Linked DNA regions of Mus musculus: region 1 is linked to region 2. A link is a contact called in public HiChIP or PLAC-seq data. All regions are on one chromosome and are shown on one strand. Each heading gives the region's core, a stretch centred on a gene start, on an enhancer-like site or on the middle of the called end of the contact. The rest is flanking DNA. Distances are from core to core; before and after follow the strand shown. Region 1 has its middle 24 kb from the start of Gm38877. Region 2 overlaps Syn2 (synapsin II).

Region 1 (4,401 bases), core at 1,505-4,004, 72 kb after region 2:
AAGGAAGTGAATGGCTGAACACATCCTCGGTGGGATGCTTTCTCAGACTGCCATTTCCAAAGGCACCGGTGTATCCAGACAGGCAAGCTTCCTTGTTCCCCCTCCCTTTTTTAAAATTTATTTTGTATTTTCTAAATACGCCAGTTAAGATCGTCTTCAGAGTGACCAACGAGAAGACTGAGTGGCAGGGCCTTCCTTGCCTTGGTTTCTTCACTGTCCTTGTAAGTTGTTGATATACTGCCATCAGTGCCAAGTGACTTTCCTTCCTCTCTCTCCCTGACATGGAGAGGGACTTAGAAGGCAACACACTTAACGCCACACTTGTAACGACTCACTGAGATCTTCCAGTACCACGGGCATGCATGTGCATGTGCAAATGCCCACGTGAGCACACACACAACAAAAAAACACCCACAAACAAACAAACAGACAGCAAAAGCAGACCCACTGGGCCTTAGAAAGGGTGGGCAGGTGTAACAGCCCCCACCAGTTCACAGCTGCCGCCATCTGACTGGTAAATACATGCCTATGTTGTAAGAAATCAGTATTTCATACCACAGCTGAGAGATAAATATCAACAAAAAAATGTATTAAGAATAGGCCTCCCCTGGAGTTTTGCCTTAAGTGGCTGAGATTTCTCAAAAAGCTAGTTTTTGAGCTGGTAATTGCAACGTGATGCTGTGCGCAGATGGCTTGGGAATGGGACAGGCTAATTTGAGTAGATGGGTGGGTAGTCTTAGAGGCGTAAGCCAGACTTCTAGGGCGATGGCGTGTATGGGAATTCCATGTCTATGTGTTAGTTTGTTGTCTTCTTTTTAATCTTGGAACTTGGCTTCTCTCAGATCAGTGGCCTTTTGAAATAACAGAAAATTATTGAAAGAGGGGATTGTTTTTAATATTTGATGTTCTTTCAAACACCCTACCACAAAATGAACCTTCTCAGAGAACTGTCCAGTGTCACAGACAGTGCAGGCTTTCGTGTTCAGTTTTTTTTTATTTGTTTTGTGCTGGTGATCCAACCCAGAGCCTGGACATGTTCGGTGCATGCTCTATCGCTGAGCTATACCCCTCCCCAGGCTGTCTGGAGTTTTTTGTTTTGTTTTGTTTTTTTTGTCTAAAAATACTGTTATAGATATTCATGTGTTAAAACTGAACATGAAGCAAACCTAGAGAACCTTTCCATCCAGAGGGGCAGGATTTCCCAGCCATCTCTTCTTCTTCACAATCTCCTGACCTTGAGGGGGTAGGCAGGCTCCAGGGATGAATCTATTCTTGCCAAACCAGACAACCTGCATCTCCAACTGCTCACTAATTAGGCCACCATTTTGGACTTTGATGTGACAGTTTTCAAAAGTGAACGCTGCCTTTGTTCAAAACCCTAAATTATGGCCTCACCATGTGTTCTCTACTCTCAGAATCAGCTTCCCCCATCCTTTGTCAAATGCTAGGCCAGATAAAGCCTGGAGCTCCACTTTCGTCATCGTGCATCCCTGACTCACATGCCCAGAATAATTCCCCACTGCCTAGAGCACAAGCTCCGATCTGGAGCTTATCATCAAGGCCTTCAGCAAACAGAAACCAAATCCACCCTGAGCTTGCTGCCCCGAAAGTCCCCTGCTCCAGATTAAAGCTCTCCGAACTGTCCTGACCCCACTACAACTTGTGTTCTCTTGTCTGCTCACATCTTGGGGGCAAGATGGGCTCTCTTTCCCTTAAGCTTGGCCACATAGTCCCCACCTTTATAGCCCCACCCCCATCTCACAGTTTACTACTGAGCTCTCTGATGACCCAGGGACCAGGGATCTAAGCCTTATCGCTGCTACACTGACCACGAGACTGCAGAGACCTTTCAGAGACCATTCTGTCTGCCTGAAAGATGTCAGAGTCAAACGGGAGAGACAGCCCAGCTGTTAAAGGCTAGATTCCAACCAAAAAGAAGCCAAGACAACAAACAAACAAACCTCCTGTAATTTATGTGTTTGAATCCTTAGGGGATACCTAGCTCAATGCTAATGTAAAAGGATACTCGTGACCCCCCCAGCCTTCTCTGTAGGGCCGGATTCAGCTCTCTGAGTGCTAAGCTAATGTTCATTTATTTAGAACTGGGACAACTACAAACACCCAAATCACCTCTTTAAAGCACTGACGTCTGCTCAAGCCATCCTTCCAGAACCTGGAACCCCATTCAAAGTCCTGGGTTCTCAGGACTTGTGGAAAAGAAGTCCTGTAAGACAGGGCATGTGCTAGAAAATCCATAACCCATAAATAGCATCTTTAAGATCCAGTAGCTGTTAAAGTTTCTTTCTTTGGGTCTCGAATGCTATTTCCTAAAAAGGTTTTGACACGGAACTTCAATGTTCCCAACAGACTGTAATGAATTTATTCTGACTATTCAGGGATGTGGGTCACATACATCTTTAAGTGGTGTTTTGTCTCTCCATAGTCCCCATATCACACCCTAAGGTGGTTCTTGTTCCCTGCCATGGAGATCTGAGTCTTTAAACACCATTTATTACCAGTTTAGTCCCCACTAGAGCCAGCCCTGCCACCCACTGTATATGGCAGAGAGACTCCCTAGCTGGTCTTCAGATACCAGGCAGACAGCTGCAGCTAAGCACAGGGCCATTATCAACAGGAAGAAGAAGGTGCTTCTTGATACAGACTCCTCTGAGGATGCACAGGGCTTGACCCCTTCAGTGGAGAAGAGCAGGTGCCTTGCATGCGTACCCAGTGGTGCATCTGCAGTGGTGGGAGAGGCTGAGTCACATCTGGATCCATGCCCACAGCCTCCAGCCCAGAGGAGGCAGGCCAGCAGCAGGAGGTGCTCCATAGAGAGCAAGTACCTTGGAAAATAGGATTGGGCTCTCTGGCAGTATCTTATCCTTACCACCGCTTCAAGCCTGGGGCTGCTGACTGATTGAAATACCATTTTAATTAAAACATTTGCCCTACGTGACAGGAGCAATTTAATGAAAGATTACCAAAGTAAGCACAATATTAAAAATGTGTCCAGGCACTGCTGTTTTGTGATGTTCGTCTTCCTTCTGTAAGGAAGGCCAAGATTTCAGTAGATTACACCAGGGGCTCAGTGGTTCACAGCACAGGCTGTTCTTACAAAGGCCCCGGGTTTGATTCCCAAACCCATGTGAGAGTTCAAAACTCCCTGTAACCCCAGGTCTAAGGGATCTGACCTCCTCTGACCATCCATACAGATAAAACAGCAAACCGCATAAAACATATAAATCTAAAACAAAAAGGCCAAACCAACCAGATTAGAGATCCACAGTCAGGAAATACATACATTAATTCTTGCTAAGTAGATGAGGTCTGGTCAGCTGGGTGTGATGGTGTACATCCAGCATGCAGGAAGCAGAGGTAGGAGGATCTCTGAGTTCTGGGCCAGCCTGGTCTACAGAGCTAGTCCCAGGATAGCCTGGGATACACAGAGGAGCCATGTCTTGGTGGAGTGAAACAATGAAGACAATAGGATTTGGAACAGATGTTCACGTGAAAGGCATTATGGGAAGAGAGAGTCCACGTGCAGAGGAACTGGGCAAGGGGACTGCTTTGACATGGAGGAGCACAGTGGGAAACTAAGCTCTCATGGTTTTCCAGAGCCTCTCTGTAACCCCAGGCAGGGCAAAACCAGAGCCCCTCTCAGCTCTGACGTAGGTGTTCTTGCCTTCCAAGGAGCCCTGGGCCATCAGAGGCCTGAGGGCTTGGAGACAGAGAGCAAGAGAAGGCGTAGCTTTACGTGCAGGAAGTGACTCGCTTAAAAATCCAATTGGCTCTCCTTATCCTTATTCTGGGCTTCACATCAGCGGATCAGACCTATGCTGGGCTCTGGCTGGCATGTACTATTAACCTGGGATGGAGGCATCAGTACTGACCACGTACAGAGCATGTGCCATTATTTCCTAAACAATTCAAAGCACCTATTCCTATAGTGTTTCCATGGCATCAGGAAGCCAGAGACAATCTCAAGTGTGGAGGAGGCTGTGCCAGGTCCTAGGCAAACACAACACCATCTTGTAGAGGGGAGTTGAGCATTTGTGGGCTTTGGCAACCATGGGAATCCTGGAGTCAATCTGTTAGATACTAGTGTGTTTTAAAGGCAGTCTGAAAGTTTACTCTGTGGTAAGGGTGTGGCTGCTGGAGCCAAATTAGGGAAAAGAAAGATGGCCAAGGTTAGATTTTTGTAAGTATGTACTAGTCCATGGGTCAAAAGCCACTAAGAACCAGATGGGAACACGGATATCAGAAAACATGAACAAAAGCAACATTTCTGAGGGGGGAAGAAGCTTGCAAATCCTCTGAACACAGAGTTCAAGCCGTCATGTGGAAGCAGGAAGTACACCTTTCTCCATCAAATGACTTCAGGGTGTCTGCTGCAAAATAGCA
Region 2 (4,858 bases), core at 2,103-4,602:
GTCTGAGCAAGTCCCTTCACTTACCAATGAAGAAAACTGCCACTCAGATGAATTTCTAAGACATAGCCCCCAGGACTACAGTTAGCATTTACCACTTATTTTCTGTGTTCTCTACACACAAAAAAATCATATGTGTATATCTGAGATATTACATGATAGATAATAAAATTATTTGAAATATCTATCTCCTAACTAAAAGGGTGCAGCAATTATTACAACTAGCTTTTTTTTAAAGATTTATTTATTATGTATGTAAGTACACTGTCACTCTCTTCAGACATATCAGAAGAGGGCATCAGATCCCATTACAGATAGTTGTGAGCACCATTTTGTTGCTGGGAATTGAACTCGGGACTACTGGAAGAGCAGTCAGTGCCATCTCTCCACTGAGCCATCTCTCCAGATTTTAATAAAATATATTAGCTTTTAATAAAATACATGTATATTTATAATCTTAATCATTTTAAGTATATAGCAGTGTTAAATGTATTTATTTTGTTGTACAGCTGATCTCTTCAGAACTATTTTTCGTTTTAGAAAATTGAATCTATATATCTATTAAGCAGCAGTTCCCCCAGTGAACATAAGGAGTTTGAGATATTTATCTGAATAAGATAGATAAAATAAAGACAAATTTAAATTTCTATACATTTGTGTATTGTGACATACAGCTGTAATCCTAGGTCTCAAGAGGCATCGGTAGAAGGATCACAAGTTTCTAAGCTGAGTGCCAGTCTGTTCGGTGGCACACACTTAAAATCTCAGAACATCAGAGGCCAAGGTAGAAGGATTGGAGGTTTGAGATCAGCCTCAGATACAAAGTGAGACCCTGCCTTAAAAAAAATAAAGGAAAGAAAGAAAAAGTTCTATACGACAACAAATGCCAGTGAGGATGTGGTAAGGGTTAAGAAGGAAAGGGAGGAATTCTCTGTGCAGCCAAGGGGTAATATGAATTAGTCCAGCCACTGTGAAGATCAATAGCTGGGTTCTTCAGAACAACTGAACATAGAACTACCATATGATCCAGCTGTATTCCTGAGGATGCTTGAAGGAATCTAAGTCACATAATAGAGATATCTATATATTTAGGTTGCTGGCTGTCCTAAGTCAGGGTTTCAATTGCTGTGAAGAGACACAGTGAGTTTATAAGCAACTCTTACAAAGAAAAGTATTTAGTTGGAATTCACTTATATATAGTTCAGAGGTTTGGTCCATTATCATGGCGGGAAGCATGGTGGCACACAGGCAGACATGGTGCTGGAGAGATAGCTGAGAGTTTTACATCCAGATCAGCAGGAAGAGAGAGAAAAACTGAGCCTGGCTTGAATACTTGAAACCTCAAAGTCCACTCCCAGTGACACACTTCTTCCAATAAGGCCACACCTCCTAATAGTGACACTCCCTGAGCTTATGGGGGGGTGAGCATTTCATCCAAAACACAGTGGCAGTATTATTAATCAGATCAACCTAGATATTCATCAGTGGATAAAGAAAATGTGGTATATATACTCAATGGGGTTTTATTTGACCAGAAAGAAGAACATGAGTGTGTAATTTGCAGGAAACTAGATGGCACAAAAATTCTATTGGACAAGATAAGCCAGACTTAGAAAAACAAATATTCTATGAGAGAGAGACCATTGAGAAAAGGAAGGGGGTCCAGTATGAGCTGAAAATGGAGACATGGGACAGTAATGGATGGGGGGGAGATATGATCAAAGTACATTATATACAAGCATGAAAATGCAATAGTGAACCCACCACTTTGTTCAGTTAATGTACACTAATGAAAACTTAAAGTTTGGGATGTTTTTCTTTTGTAAGCCACTGTGAGAAAAAAAAAAGAAAATTAACAGTTATAAAAGTTGCCTGTTAGTCAGAAAAGTATCAGATTGTACATAAAGGAGTTGGCTGTCTCTACTAGCATGCATAAGTAAGCTTTTTAAAGCGATGGGCTCTTTTAGAAGTCATGTTTACTTGGAAATGTGTGTTCAAATATTAATGGGCATTGTTATGATCAATTATTTAAAGTATCAAATAAATGGAAAACTAGCATAAATATCTTAGAAAGTGAATATCTTAGAAAATTACTAGTAAGTTCTGAGACTTTCTAGTGGATGCCCATTAAAAGTTCCATTTGTTGATATTATTGTTGAATTTGTTTGTTTATTTGAGACACAGTTTCACTACATAGACCAGGCTAACCTTGAACCAAAAGAGTTTGTTCAGAGATGGTGAATGCCACTAGGCCTGGCTAAAGGTTTGGTTTTTGTTTTTCTAAGTAATGCTGTGTGTTGGAAGCATTGTGAAGTAAGTGAGTTCAGGGGTAGTGCTCCTTCCTCATCAGTTCTTACATGAAAATCGAGTAAGATGGATAAAGTGCTTAACTCAGAAACCAATGCTAAATATGTAGTAAAACACTATCCATTATTGACTTTATTGTACTTAAGATACTCTAGTGCCTGTGCATGGGTAAGGATTCCACTGTGCTTCTGCTAACATCATTTCCTTTTTAGTCCTTATGTTACAACTAGGTGAGACCTTTCCTTATCTGATGCCTGGTGGACAGTTGAGCCTTTAATAGGTGCCCAATCTAGTAGATCTTCTTTGAAAGAGTAAATGAATGAGAATTATCATATTTAAAGAGTTTATAGAATATGTTTCACTATAACAGTACTAAACAATCCTCTTCAAATAAATATGTTCGAAGACTAAAAGGGGTACGTCTTCAGGATTGGGTTGGTTCTTAGAACTTCTCTTCAGGGCTTGTTGAGTGTGAGGATTGTTTCGGATCATTAGCAGTGGCTAGAAGTAAAGACACATTGACAAAGAAGAGAGCCAGACCAGGCCCCGGCATGAATTTCCCATTATACCAACATTCCCACAAGATTCCCATGGTGCGATCTTGTCCACTTTTCTCCTCTAAGCTTCAGTTTCTCCATCCGTGACGATGAGAAGAAGGCACCTAAATATGGTCTCTCTTTCCTGTTGCTATACTCAAGTGCATCTGGGACACCATGGCACATGTCTTCCAGGACAGTGCCAGGTCTCCTTCCAGCCTGCCAGCATCAGTTGTGAAGACTGCATCTCCCCCCGAAGTGATGCCAGCTGGAAAATTGTGGAATGGAATGTGCCACCTGCGCTGGGATTTGGAAATCCAAAGCATTATTGCTTTGAGATATGAAAATGTTTCTGCTGAGCTATGCGAGTGAGTGGGCTGACAGTGCCAGCCACCGCAGCTTACACTTGGCCTGAGAAAGGAGGCTCGAGCCTCCTCTGCTAATGAGAGTAGAGCATGGGGAGAGAGAGCACCCTGCGTCTTTGCATTTGCTCTGTGAATCATGGCCTGGTGATTCAGCAGCCTAAGAAGCAACACACCCATGAAGCGACAGAAAGCCAGCGTCACTGCGCTCTGCAATGCTAGGCCTTTCCCGGTCCTTGTTTCACAAGTGCTCCAGAAAGTAATCAGGATCTCTGTTCGACTTTAGTGTCCGGTTTTGGGGAGAATTACCTTCTCGCTGTAAAGAGGGGTGGGAAGGAACGTGGTCAGCCTCTGTTAGGTTTTTCCTAACAGGATAGGAATTTAACACAGGGCAAGATGAGCAACAACCTGCCTTGTTGATGCTGTGTTGTTGTTGTTGTTGCTGTAATATTGTTTTAGGGTCATGTCGTTCACACTGTCTTCAGATTTGTGATTTTCTGGCCTCTGCCTCCTGATGCTGGGATGACAGGTGTGTGCTATTAGACTAGGATCTATTGTTAGATCTTGAAGTAGTCAAACATTTCCTTTCTGTGAGCCTGCTATTAGAAGTTAAAAAGCCCCTAGGCAGAATCTTCTCTTAGAAAGCTGAGAGGAGATGGTGTTCTTGTTATAATGAGAATAAAATTACAAGCCTTTCATTAACTGCTATGTTAATTTATACCTGAAATAGAACATTAGGGGCTAGGGATGTACCTCATGGCAGAGTGCTAGCCCAGCACATACAAGGCCCTAAGTTTGTTCCAAAGAAGCAACAAGCCCTGTCCCCATGTTCCAAAAAACAAAGAAACAAACAAGCAAATAAAAACCAATTAAGTTAGAATTCAGCCCTGTCATATGTTAGAGTAAGTGTTCATTATAAATGTTTATTTTTTACACTTGTTTGAGCTGAGCATAAGATAAATACAGCAATTCCCATAACAGCAAAGTTCTTGCTATAATGTTCTTTACCTGTGTCTTTTTATCTCTGTCTCTCTGTCTCTGTCTCTCTCTCTGTCTCTGTCTGTCTGTCTGTCTCTCTCTCTCTCTCTCACACACACACACATACACACACACACACAGTGGGAAACAGAATTGGCTCACATACATATGGAGATTAAAAAGGTCTCAGATTTGCAGTTGGCAATCTGGAGACACTGGTGCGCCAGTAGAAGTTTCAGCCTGTGTTTAGAAGCAACTTGGTGACAGTCTAACAGACACACACACAGAGAGACACACATACACACACACAGAGAGGGAGAGAGAGAGAGTTAGAAGACAATATGCTTTACTTAGTCTACTGATTCAAATGCTAATCTGATCTAAAACCACTTTCACGTGTTAAGAAATACTGTTTAAACAAATAACCGGGCACCTAGTACCCTACTCAAGTTGACACATGAAATCATCTGTCATAGGCATGAGTCACATAAAGTAGAAAGGAGTGAGGGTGAGCTGTTGAACAATGGGACTTGTAAGCTCTTTGAGAAACACATATCCTTCTCAGGAGGCTCATGATACGGCGGGAAGGAGGAGAACGTAGCCTGTCTTTATACTTCATAGGTTCTTCTTTTTCACACCCTTTATCCCCAGCCCCCAGTTTCGCCACTATCACCAGAT

What was found. HiChIP or PLAC-seq counts read pairs in DNA pulled down with a chosen protein or histone mark.
Region 1: an HNF4G HiChIP or PLAC-seq map of pancreatic cancer cells shows a contact between it and region 2. The contact joins two enhancer-like sites. A contact is called at or near these places in 1 of 484 Hi-C or Micro-C datasets (nephron progenitors), 3 of 115 datasets of contacts at active chromatin or transcription factors (CD8 T cells, embryonic stem cells and pancreatic cancer cells) and 2 of 9 other capture datasets (adipose tissue and pancreatic islet).

Annotation. Positions count from the first base shown.
Region 1 is chr6:115,291,332-115,295,732 of GRCm38.p6, forward strand. No RefSeq gene overlaps it. Among named protein-coding and RNA genes, the nearest start is that of Gm38877, 24 kb to the right of the region's middle. Within about 2 kb of position 2,755, at least 7 of the 459 cell types and tissues checked have an H3K27ac peak or open chromatin away from gene starts, as enhancers often do. A contact at or near this core is called in pancreatic cancer cells, where this site is marked.
Region 2 is chr6:115,218,234-115,223,091 of GRCm38.p6, forward strand. The region is part of intron 1 of Syn2 (synapsin II); the gene reads left to right. Among named protein-coding and RNA genes, the nearest start is that of Timp4, 32 kb to the right of the region's middle. Within about 2 kb of position 3,353, at least 43 of the 459 cell types and tissues checked have an H3K27ac peak or open chromatin away from gene starts, as enhancers often do. A contact at or near this core is called in pancreatic cancer cells, where this site is marked.